2 separate regions of the Hordeum vulgare genome follow, and region 1 is linked to region 2. A link is a contact called in public Hi-C data. All regions are on one chromosome and are shown on one strand. The core of a region is the stretch at or near the end of the contact, and the rest is flanking DNA. Distances in the headings are between cores, read along the strand shown.

Region 1 (4,474 bases), core at 1,287-3,786, 280 kb before region 2:
ACAACACGCCAGCCCGACACGAGACGGGTCCGGTCCGGCACGCTCTATTCGTGCTCATGGCGGCACGCAGCATGCCTCGGGTCGTTTGTTTACTTTTTTATATATATACTCCGATTATTTTAATACCTCTCCTAAATAATAAAGCAAATACGGTTTCTGGTCGTCCGTTTTGGAAATTACCCCTAAATTTTGCATAAATTACCCACCATGCCACTGGTAAGTAATAAAAAACGTTTCACAAAGCGAAAAATTTGAACTGGGCCGGCCCATGTAAAATACTTCTATATTACGCTCTGCATGCTGGGAGAATATCCAACACAGCATATGGGCCGGCCCATGCAGAGACACCTGCTTTTATTTCTGTTTATTTATTTATTTTCAGTTCCGTTTTATTTTCTATTTTAAATAATTTAGAACTTCAAATAATCTTTAAATTTATGATAAACTGAAAATTATAAATCAACATATTTAAAAAACTAAAATGTTTATGACTTCAAAAACTGCTCGGAGTTTTGTAAAAAATGCTCGCATATACAATAAAATGTTTGCAATTTTAGAAAAAGTTTTGTACAATAAGAAAAGTCCATGATCTCAAATACAATTCCATGTATTAAAAATTTTTAAAGGCATTTAACAAAATGCTTTCAAATTCAAAATATGTTAATGCATATAAAAAATGTTACAAAAATTTAAAAATAGCTAATGTCTGTTTTGATAGTTTCTTTTTTTTATTTAAAATCTTCCGTTCCATTTTTGTTTATTTATAATTTAAATAATTTAGAATTACAAAAACTTTTGCATATTAAAAAATAGGAATTTCGAATTAAAACGTTGACGTATTTTAATTTTGAATTAAAAATAGGATTAAAAAAACGTATGATTTATATATATATATATTTTGCAAATTCCAAAACAATGTCCATGAATTTAATAAATATATTACTGATTTATAAATATGTTTGTTTATTCAGAAAAACTTCATGCGTTTCAAAAAATGTTTGTGAATTTAAAATAAAATCCTCCAACATAAAAAATTATGTTCGTCTTTTCTTGTATTGGTTGCCAATTCAAAAGAAAATATTTAAACCCATTCGAAATATGAAAAATATTCACGATTTTTAGCAAATGTTTGTAAATTGGAAAAAATGTTCTCAATTTTAAAATTGTTTCCATATTTGTAAAATTGTTCACGAAAGATCTAATGTATGTGGTTAAACATTAATGCTTATAAGTCTTTGTGACAATATACGTGTGTGAATTTTGAAAAATTAACTGTTGGATGGATCAGATTATTATTGTATGTTTTCTAAAAAAAATCTTGAAATTCAGAATAAATTTTTGAGTTACCAAGATTTTTGACAACCATGATATATATTTTTTGAAAATGTAAAGATTGCTTCAACTTGTGACTAAATTTAAAAGAAGAAACATTTTTTTGCATTTGTGCACAAAATTTCTAAATCAAGCGATGATATTTGAACGTAATGTGGTCATCATCATTGGAGATTATGTTTTTTTCTTCCGTGGCAACGCACGGGCCATTTTGCTAGTATGTATATATATATATATAATATGGTTCAGCAGGCCCAAAAACAAGCCCATGTAGCTGAAAATATATGGTCCAACGTGTTAATCGGACCTACATGACTGCCCGTTTAATAACGGATCGTATCTGAACCTGGAGTTGCAACTCACGGGCTGGCATGGTACGACCCGATTAGTAAACGGGAACTCCTAGTCGGCGCCTTAAGCGCCAGCTAGGAAAACCAGCACCCACACGCACCGCATAACGGACCGACCCAGTCTTAGTGTGGATTTTTTATATAAAAATAAAAAAGCAGATAAAACTGAACATAAAAGGTTCATAAAGCAAAAAATGGTTCACAAATTTCGAAACAAAAAGTTCACGAATTAAAAAAACTCACTGTGATCTAAAAAAAGTTCACTGATTTTGAAAATTAGTTCATGAATTTGAAAAAAGTTTTTAAAATGTTCGTTGAACTGACAAAAAAGTTCATAAATCTTAAAAAAGTTCACCAAATCTAAAAAAAGTTCATCATAATTTGAAAAAAATCATCGATATTCAAAAAAGTTCATAGAATTTTAATAAAAAAGTTCATAAAATTCAGAAAAGGGTTCATTGATTTGAAAAAATATTTGTTCGTTTGAAAAAAAATTAATCAAAAATGGCAGTTTTTTCTGAAAAAATGAAAATGAAGATGAAAAAGTAATGAAAAAAGTAAAGAAAAGAAAAAAAGATAAATCAAAGAAAACCAGTCCTGAAAAACCTAAATGAAAAAACCCATCTAGGAAGCTTCCGGAACCTTCAGAAAACAGAAATACCTCCCCCTTCCGATGGCCGCCCATGACCAAATGCGGCTGCAGGCCCGGTTAAGAAAAATGCATTTTAACCGACGCCTGCAGCGTCAAATAGGATTTGCCTTAGTAAACGTGCCGGTGCGGGCCGTTTACAGCAGGCTGTGCCGGACCGGCCCATTTGGCCAGGTATGGGGTGGACTACGATCCACCCCTCAGTAGATTGTTAAAAAAAATTCCATCCATTAGTCTCCCCTATGGCGGCCTTGGCCTGTGCATCTAATGTGCGCCGCCTCCTCCTCCTCCACTCCGGCGCCGGAGCTCGGGCGAGATCTTTCTACGCCCAGCCCTACCAAGGTACACCCTTTTAGCTACTTTCCTCCTGATCTGTAAACTTTGTGGTTCTTTCTTCGCCGTTCGTCGTGGTGAAGTGGATTGGAATTCCTATGCGCAGCCAAGGTTGGCGTGGTGGAGTTCTTGAATGGGGTCGGGAAGGGGGTGGAGACGCACGCCGGGAAGCTGGAGGAGGCTGTAGGTGGCGATCTCCAGAGGCTGCTCGAGACCCGCACGCTACGCCTCAAGAAGCTCGGCGTCCCCTGTAAGCATGTACGTGTCCTTCCTGTTCACGACATTCCTTTGATTTACTTTATAGTCTCCTTTGTAGTTTCACAGAAGGCTTGATGTGGTTTTGCTGGCTACGCCCGGTTTGTTCGGGCATTTCGTAGTTTAAATGTATGGTTTGGTTAGGTTTTGTTCTCCAATGTTGTGACGCTTGGATAACAGCCATCGGGTCAGGTTGGTATTAGATGGTTCATGTGCACGAACACGAAGGTGTGCATTGCCGCTCCCCCATCCATCTTGATGAAGTGATTTGAGAAAGTCTGGCAGATTTGTTCAAAATATATTTGATCCGTCCAATGTTCTAGGCATATGATTGCATATAAATTGGCACACACATATCCAGAAAGAACCAATCAAGATGTTCAATAGCATGATTTAGGATAACATACAAATGCCAGAGTAAACCGGAGCTCGGACGTCACATTATTGACTCAGTGTCATTCCTGTGTGGAACTCATTAGCATTTGATGGTTCCTTGGACGACATTCCACCACGTAAGACCTCTCTGGGGTTTAATAAAATGAAAGTTATCATAACAGAAGTCCCTGACATATCCTATAGCGATGTCCTAATAACCAGCATTTCTGAACAATTGCCACAAAATTAGAAAAATTCTTTGGGACTGCAATGTCAAAACTCTTAGTTAACTTAAGACCGAGAAAAAGGTGATTCAAAGATGACCCTACAGAAATATAATAATTGAAGGAGATGCAGAAGTAAACTAAACGAAATTAATCTGAATACCGTATTCAGCTTTAGATAGCATTTTACTAGACCAGACATCTAATAGAAACTTCCCAGCTCTATTTAGTGAGGTCCAGTTTGCTTCCAAAGCTTTGTGAAATAGACAAATAGTAAGCCTACTAGTTGACATATTCTTCCACACGCTGATTACAACAATAGGCAAGCATAAAGATTTGCCAACTACGGAATGTTAAATTAACCGTACGCAAAAGTTTGAATGGGAAAAAAATGTTACCGATCTAGTTGAGTATCTAAGCTGAGCACATTGTCCCATAACATGAAACAAATTTGTTAAGAAATTCTGAGAACATCTCTTGGAGCGACAATCTGATAGGCTAAGATGAGGAAACCAAACTACTCCCTCCGTCCCAAAATAACTGTCTCAAGCTTAGGACACAATTTTGTACTAGAGCTAGTACAAAGTTGAGACACTTATTTTAGGACGGAGGGAGTACTTGTTTCTTTGTGTATTATTATTCTTATAAGCTGCAGAATGGCTCAATGAGTCTAATATGTTGAGAAAATAAGTATCAGATCTCGAAAACAATTGTTCATACTACTACATCTATCAGCATAAATGAATTGAACGGTTCTGATCAGGAACTTAATTACGTGGGCATTTGATAAATATTGAACTGCGGCAGCTCCCTGAATCTCTACAAATAAACCCTTCAATAATGTACTTGTTATCTAGACAACATTCTCTATAGAAGCATACAACCAGAACAGTTGCTGTTAGTAAAAAAACAGAGTATTTGCAGAATTATAGCTTCTCGTCAAAGCTATAATTGGC
Region 2 (5,091 bases), core at 1,317-3,816:
CCGCCAGAACTTAGAACACCAAAAAGTTATGGAAGGTGATGACAACCAACATGATTATGCACAACATGATCGTAAAGGATGAGCGCCCAAAACGTCTCTATGATCAAGTGTTTCAGTTTCAACGTGACAATGTCGAAGGGGTAATGTTTGCACAGTTCGTCGAGTTCCATCAAAAGATGCGTGATTGGAAAACTCACACGCAACTACAAATGATTTGGTTGATCATGTGTGGATTCAAGTCGGCGACCAATATATGTATCGGCAATATTTATTTTTAGACGTATTTGAAATAATTTATTTTATAAACTATGAGATATTTATCCAACTTAAAATTTTAAATGTATTTAAAACAATTTAATGTTTAGCTGTGTTTTTATTTAACATACATAACAAAAAAAAAGGTTGCAAGCATGCCCTGTGGATGAAAAATGGGTCGAGCGGATCGGACGCCTGGTCGACCAAAACGAAAAAAAATGGGTAAGTGGCTGCGGGCTCGGGCGGGCCCCGGCTGCTGAGGGAGGAGAGAGGAGGTGGGGGCTGTGCTAGGGTTTGAGGGGTGGCACGGTAAACGAGGGAGAGAGAGGGTTTAGGTCCATATTAGGAAGGGGGGTTGTTTTAATAGGGAAGGTGGGCTAGGTTTAGGAGTTTTTCGCCCCGGTTTCAACCGCACGATCGGAATTGAACGGTCTCGAATGCGGGACGGGCTAAGTGGTTGTGTAGAGTGGCTAGCCGGAGACAAGAGGGAAATGGAGCGGCGCGGCATCGCGATTTAAAACACCGAAACACGTCTGACGAATAACCGAATGCGGTGCCGCTACGGTCGACCGTTCGGGTACCAGTCAGACTCCGATTGCGACGAAAATTGGCAGGCGGCCTACCTACAACTAAATAAGACCGCACGCCAAGTTTCAACCAAATCATAGAAAGTTTTATTCACACTTTTAAAAACAAGATTTAAACGATGCCATAGGCGCGTGCGTCTGTGGTTGGGCTCAAAACGGGCAACGACGAACGCGGAGAGAACCTGCAACTAATAACGGATGAAAGTTTTGAAAACTGACAGCAGCGGGATGCCGATGCAATGCAGATGATGCGCATGATGCGATGATGATGCGACAAATAAAATAATCACACGGCAGCAACAGAATAAAAGGGGAACCTTCTGGAGCATCGGTCTCGGGCGGTCACAGACTGCCTTGGAAAGATTGGCTTCTCCTCTTATCAAAAATGCATTGCTGCCATTTGAATGCTTGCATATGGAGTTTTTGGTGATCTCCTTGATGAGTATGTCTGAATAAGTGAATCCACATGCCTCGAGTCCATGTATAGGTTTTGCAAAGCCGTCATAGTTGTGTTTGGGTCCTAGTACTTGAGAGAGACAATTGTTGCTGATATAGCACGGTTGCTGGCAGTGAATGCTAGCAGGGGGTTCCCGGGGATGCTTGGTAGCATAGACTGTATGCACTGGAAGTGAAAAAATGCCCTTCCTCTTGGCACAACTAGTATAAGGGCCATGTGCGAGCTTGCACTGCCACACTTGAGGCCGTGGCTTCCCAAAATCTTTGGATTTGACACTCTTTCTTCGACATAGCCCGATCACACAACGATATCAATGTGCTCCGGCGCTCTCCTATGTTTGCTAGGATGACAGAAGGCAATTGCCCGGAGGTCAATGTTGAGGTCGGTGGCCACCAATACACCAATGGATACTATCTAGCTCACGATATCTATCTGTAATGATCTATTCTTGTGAAGACAATCTCCAACCCTACAAAAGAGAAGATAAAGAGATTATCCCAAGAGCAAGAGAGTGCTCGCAAAGATGTAGAGTGTGCTTTTAGTGTTCTTCAATTTCGATGGGGCATCGTTCGGTATCTCGCCGGTACTTGCAGCACCAAAAAGTTGTGGGAGGTGATGACACCCTGTGTGATCATGCACAACATGATAGTAGAGGATGAGCGTCCAGAATATCTGTGTGATCAAGGGTTTCAGTTTCACCATGACAATGTTGTGCCTGAGCATGTTGAAGGGACAACCTTTGCACAGTTCGTCGAGTTTCATCATAAAATGTGTGATTGAAAACTCACATGGAGCTGAAAAATGATTTGGTTGAGCATATGTGAATTCATGTCGCCAACCAATAGATGTATCGACAACATTTTCTTTTAGATGTATTTAAAACTATTTAATTTTTTATTTATCTTGTAAACTATAAGATATTTATTCAATTTAAACTTTTAAATGTATTTCAAACAAATGTTTAGCTATATTTTAATTTATAACATATCTAATAAAAATTTAGAAAAACTACAAAAATGGATTGAGGCGTTAGACACACGATCGATCTAAATAAAAAAGATTGACATGTCGAGCCAAACAGATAAAACACGAAAAAAAAAAGCACACAATCAATATAAATGAAAAAGATTAACATGTCGAGCCAAACAGGTAAAACACGGACAAAAAAACGCATCCGTTTGGACCGCTTGGTTGGAGTTGCTCTTACTGCAGCCCCGTCGTGTCTGGACCGCTTGGTTGGGGTTGCTCTTACTGCAGCCCCGTCGTGTCATGCCACAGGAAGAAGAAAAGGCGATCATGTCCCGTCAACGATAACCCATGGCAAAAAATCACTGGTTCCTCTGTAGCACACCGCCACTCCCCCAGTCCCGCTCGCACACAGACGAGACACAGGTTTCACTCCGTCGAGGTCGATCGAGCGCGTGTGTGTATATATGCCACTCGCGTCCCCTACTCCTCGCCGTACTCTCCACTCCGCACTGCGCGCTGCCCGCTCCGTGTGTGTGTCCTCTCCTCTCCTCGCGCCTAGGTGTTTGAGCGGAGGGGCAAAAGGACGGAGACGCGGGCGCCTCGCCTCCTCCCCGCGCCGTGCTTTGTCCGTTGCCGCGGCGCGACTAGCCGCCGTCGTCTTCCCGGCCCCGCGGCGGACGCCCCGAGGTGAGTGGGCGGGCTCCAGCTCGTGTTTTCTTTCTCGGCTTCCCCAGCTGTTCTTTGTCTCTTGCGTCGTCCCTTTGCTCCGCTCTGCTCTGCTCTTGGCTCCTTCCCCGCAGCTCGTCTCGTCTCCGCAGACTCCTCTCATCATTTTGCGTGAGAGAGATAGATAGATAGATAAAATAAGCGGAAGAATAGAGAGGATTGTTGGATCTTTGTCTCTGGGCTGGACTGATTTAGCGAGCAGAGTTCGAGGCCTCGGTCTTAGTTTCACCTCACGGACAGCGAGGAGCACACCGGCAGACCTGTGGCCACTGTTTCCGGCGCTCTCTTCTCACGATCCTCTCCTCTCGTTTGCCCCCTTGCTGTTTCGTTTTGTTTCGTCGAAGAGGCAAAGAAAAGTCCCGCTGTCAATTTTTTGTCCTGCTCGAGCTTTTTATCCAAAAGAGGACACGAGCGATGCCGGAGACAAAAAATCTCCATCGCTGACGTCACCTTCTTCTTCTTCAACAGTCGAAACTTAGCCCCACTCCTCCATGTTTTTGACTTGGTTTCGGCTCTTCTTCCTGTTGTTGTTTTGGTTGTAGCGGCTCGCAGCAGGTTGGAACTGGAACCCAACTGAGGTAGAGAGCATCACTCCATCAGTGGTGGTGATTCGATTCCGCGAGCAGCAGCAAGATGTTGGAGAAGAAGGCCGGCGAGTTCAGCGGCGAGATGGTGATCGCCGAGTTCGAGCGGCTGACACGTGACGCCGACATTGTGCAGCAGGAGACGCTGCGGCGGATCCTTGCCGAGAATGGCGCCACCGAGTACCTGCAGCGGCTGGGCCTCGCCGGCCGCACCGACCCCGCCAGCTTCAAGGAGTGCGTGCCGCTCGCCACGCACGCCGACCTTGAGCCCTACATTGACCGCATCGTCGACGGCGACGCCACGCCCATCCTCACCGGCAAGCCCGTCACCTCCATCTCGCTAAGGTTGGTCGCTCCTTGCCACTTGCCAATCAAGGCTCCTACCCTACGGCTTAGCTCCTCTTTATACAAGCTCTCCTCAAGGATTGATCATGGTGATGCTTCTTGGTGTTGCAGCTCCGGCACGACGCAGGGGAAGCGCAAGTACCTGCTGTTCAACGAGGAGCTTGTCAAGTCCACGATGCAGATATACCGGACCTCCTACGCTTTCAGGAACAGGTACAGAGCAAATCCCGCCCAGATTTCGTTGGGTTAGTTTCTCGCTTCTGGTGCCCGGCCTCGATCCGGGGAGTCGTCCTCCGCCATAATTCGCCTGTTTTCTCAATCTATACATCTCACGTGAACCAACAGTATGGATCGATCTGTGAGTTGAAATGGAGTAATCAGTTGCATAACCAGTTAGAATTAAGTCTGTGATCGACGCGATAAGCCTAACGTACGACTGCAACCTCCCTTTCTTCCTCTTGTACCGACGGCCTGTCATTCTCGTTCTAGTTTTAGTGAAGGTTTTTCGGTTGGTGACCTCCATTAACGAGGTGCTTATGCTGACCGCTTAACGGCAGGGAGTTCCCCGTTGAGGACGGCAAGGCGCTGCAGTTCATCTACAGCAGCCGGCAGTTCACGACCAAGGGCGGGCTGACGGCCACGACGGCGACGACCAACGTGTACCGCAGCGAGGAGTTCAAGGCGACGATGCGCGTGGTGCAGTCGCAGTGCTGCAGCCCCGACGAGGTAATCTTCGGCGCCGACTTCGCGCAGTCGCTCTACTGCCACCTCCTCTGCGGCCTGCTCTCCGCCGGCCAGGTGCAGATGGTGTCGGCCACCTTCGCGCACAGCGTCGTGGTCGCCTTCCAGACCTTCGAGCGGGTGTGGGAGGAGCTCTGCGCGGACATCCGCCGCGGCGCCCTGTCGCCGACGCGCGTCACCTCACCGGCCGTCCGGCAGGCCGTGTCGGCGCTCCTTGCCGGGCCGAACCCCGAGCTCGCCGACGCCGTGGCGCGCAAGTGCGCCGGCCTGAGCAACTGGTACGGGGTGATCCCGGCGCTGTGGCCCAACGCCAAGTACGTGTACGGCATCATGACGGGATCCATGGAGCACTACGTGAAGAAGCTCCGGCACTACGCGGGGGGCCTCCCGCTGGTCGCCGCCGAGTACGGCGCGTCCGAGGGGTGGA

The links. Hi-C and Micro-C count contacts between places; a contact is called where the count stands out from the background.
Region 1: a contact with region 2 is called in a Hi-C map of leaf, with 6 times the contacts expected there. The contact joins the promoter of LOC123443189 here to the promoter of LOC123443188 in region 2. A contact is called at or near these places in 2 of 6 Hi-C or Micro-C datasets (leaf and seedling).

What each region holds. Positions count from the first base shown.
Region 1 is chr3H:119,617,400-119,621,873 of MorexV3_pseudomolecules_assembly, reverse strand. It overlaps LOC123443189, which reads left to right and starts at 2,536. Exons shown (of 3, transcript XM_045119485.1): 1 at 2,536-2,673; 2 at 2,771-2,922. The coding sequence starts at 2,574.
Region 2 is chr3H:119,334,576-119,339,666 of MorexV3_pseudomolecules_assembly, reverse strand. LOC123443188 (jasmonoyl--L-amino acid synthetase GH3.3-like) reads left to right here and starts at 2,566. Exons shown (of 5, transcript XM_045119484.1): 1 at 2,566-2,955; 2 at 3,537-3,923; 3 at 4,035-4,136; 4 at 4,481-5,091. The coding sequence starts at 3,628.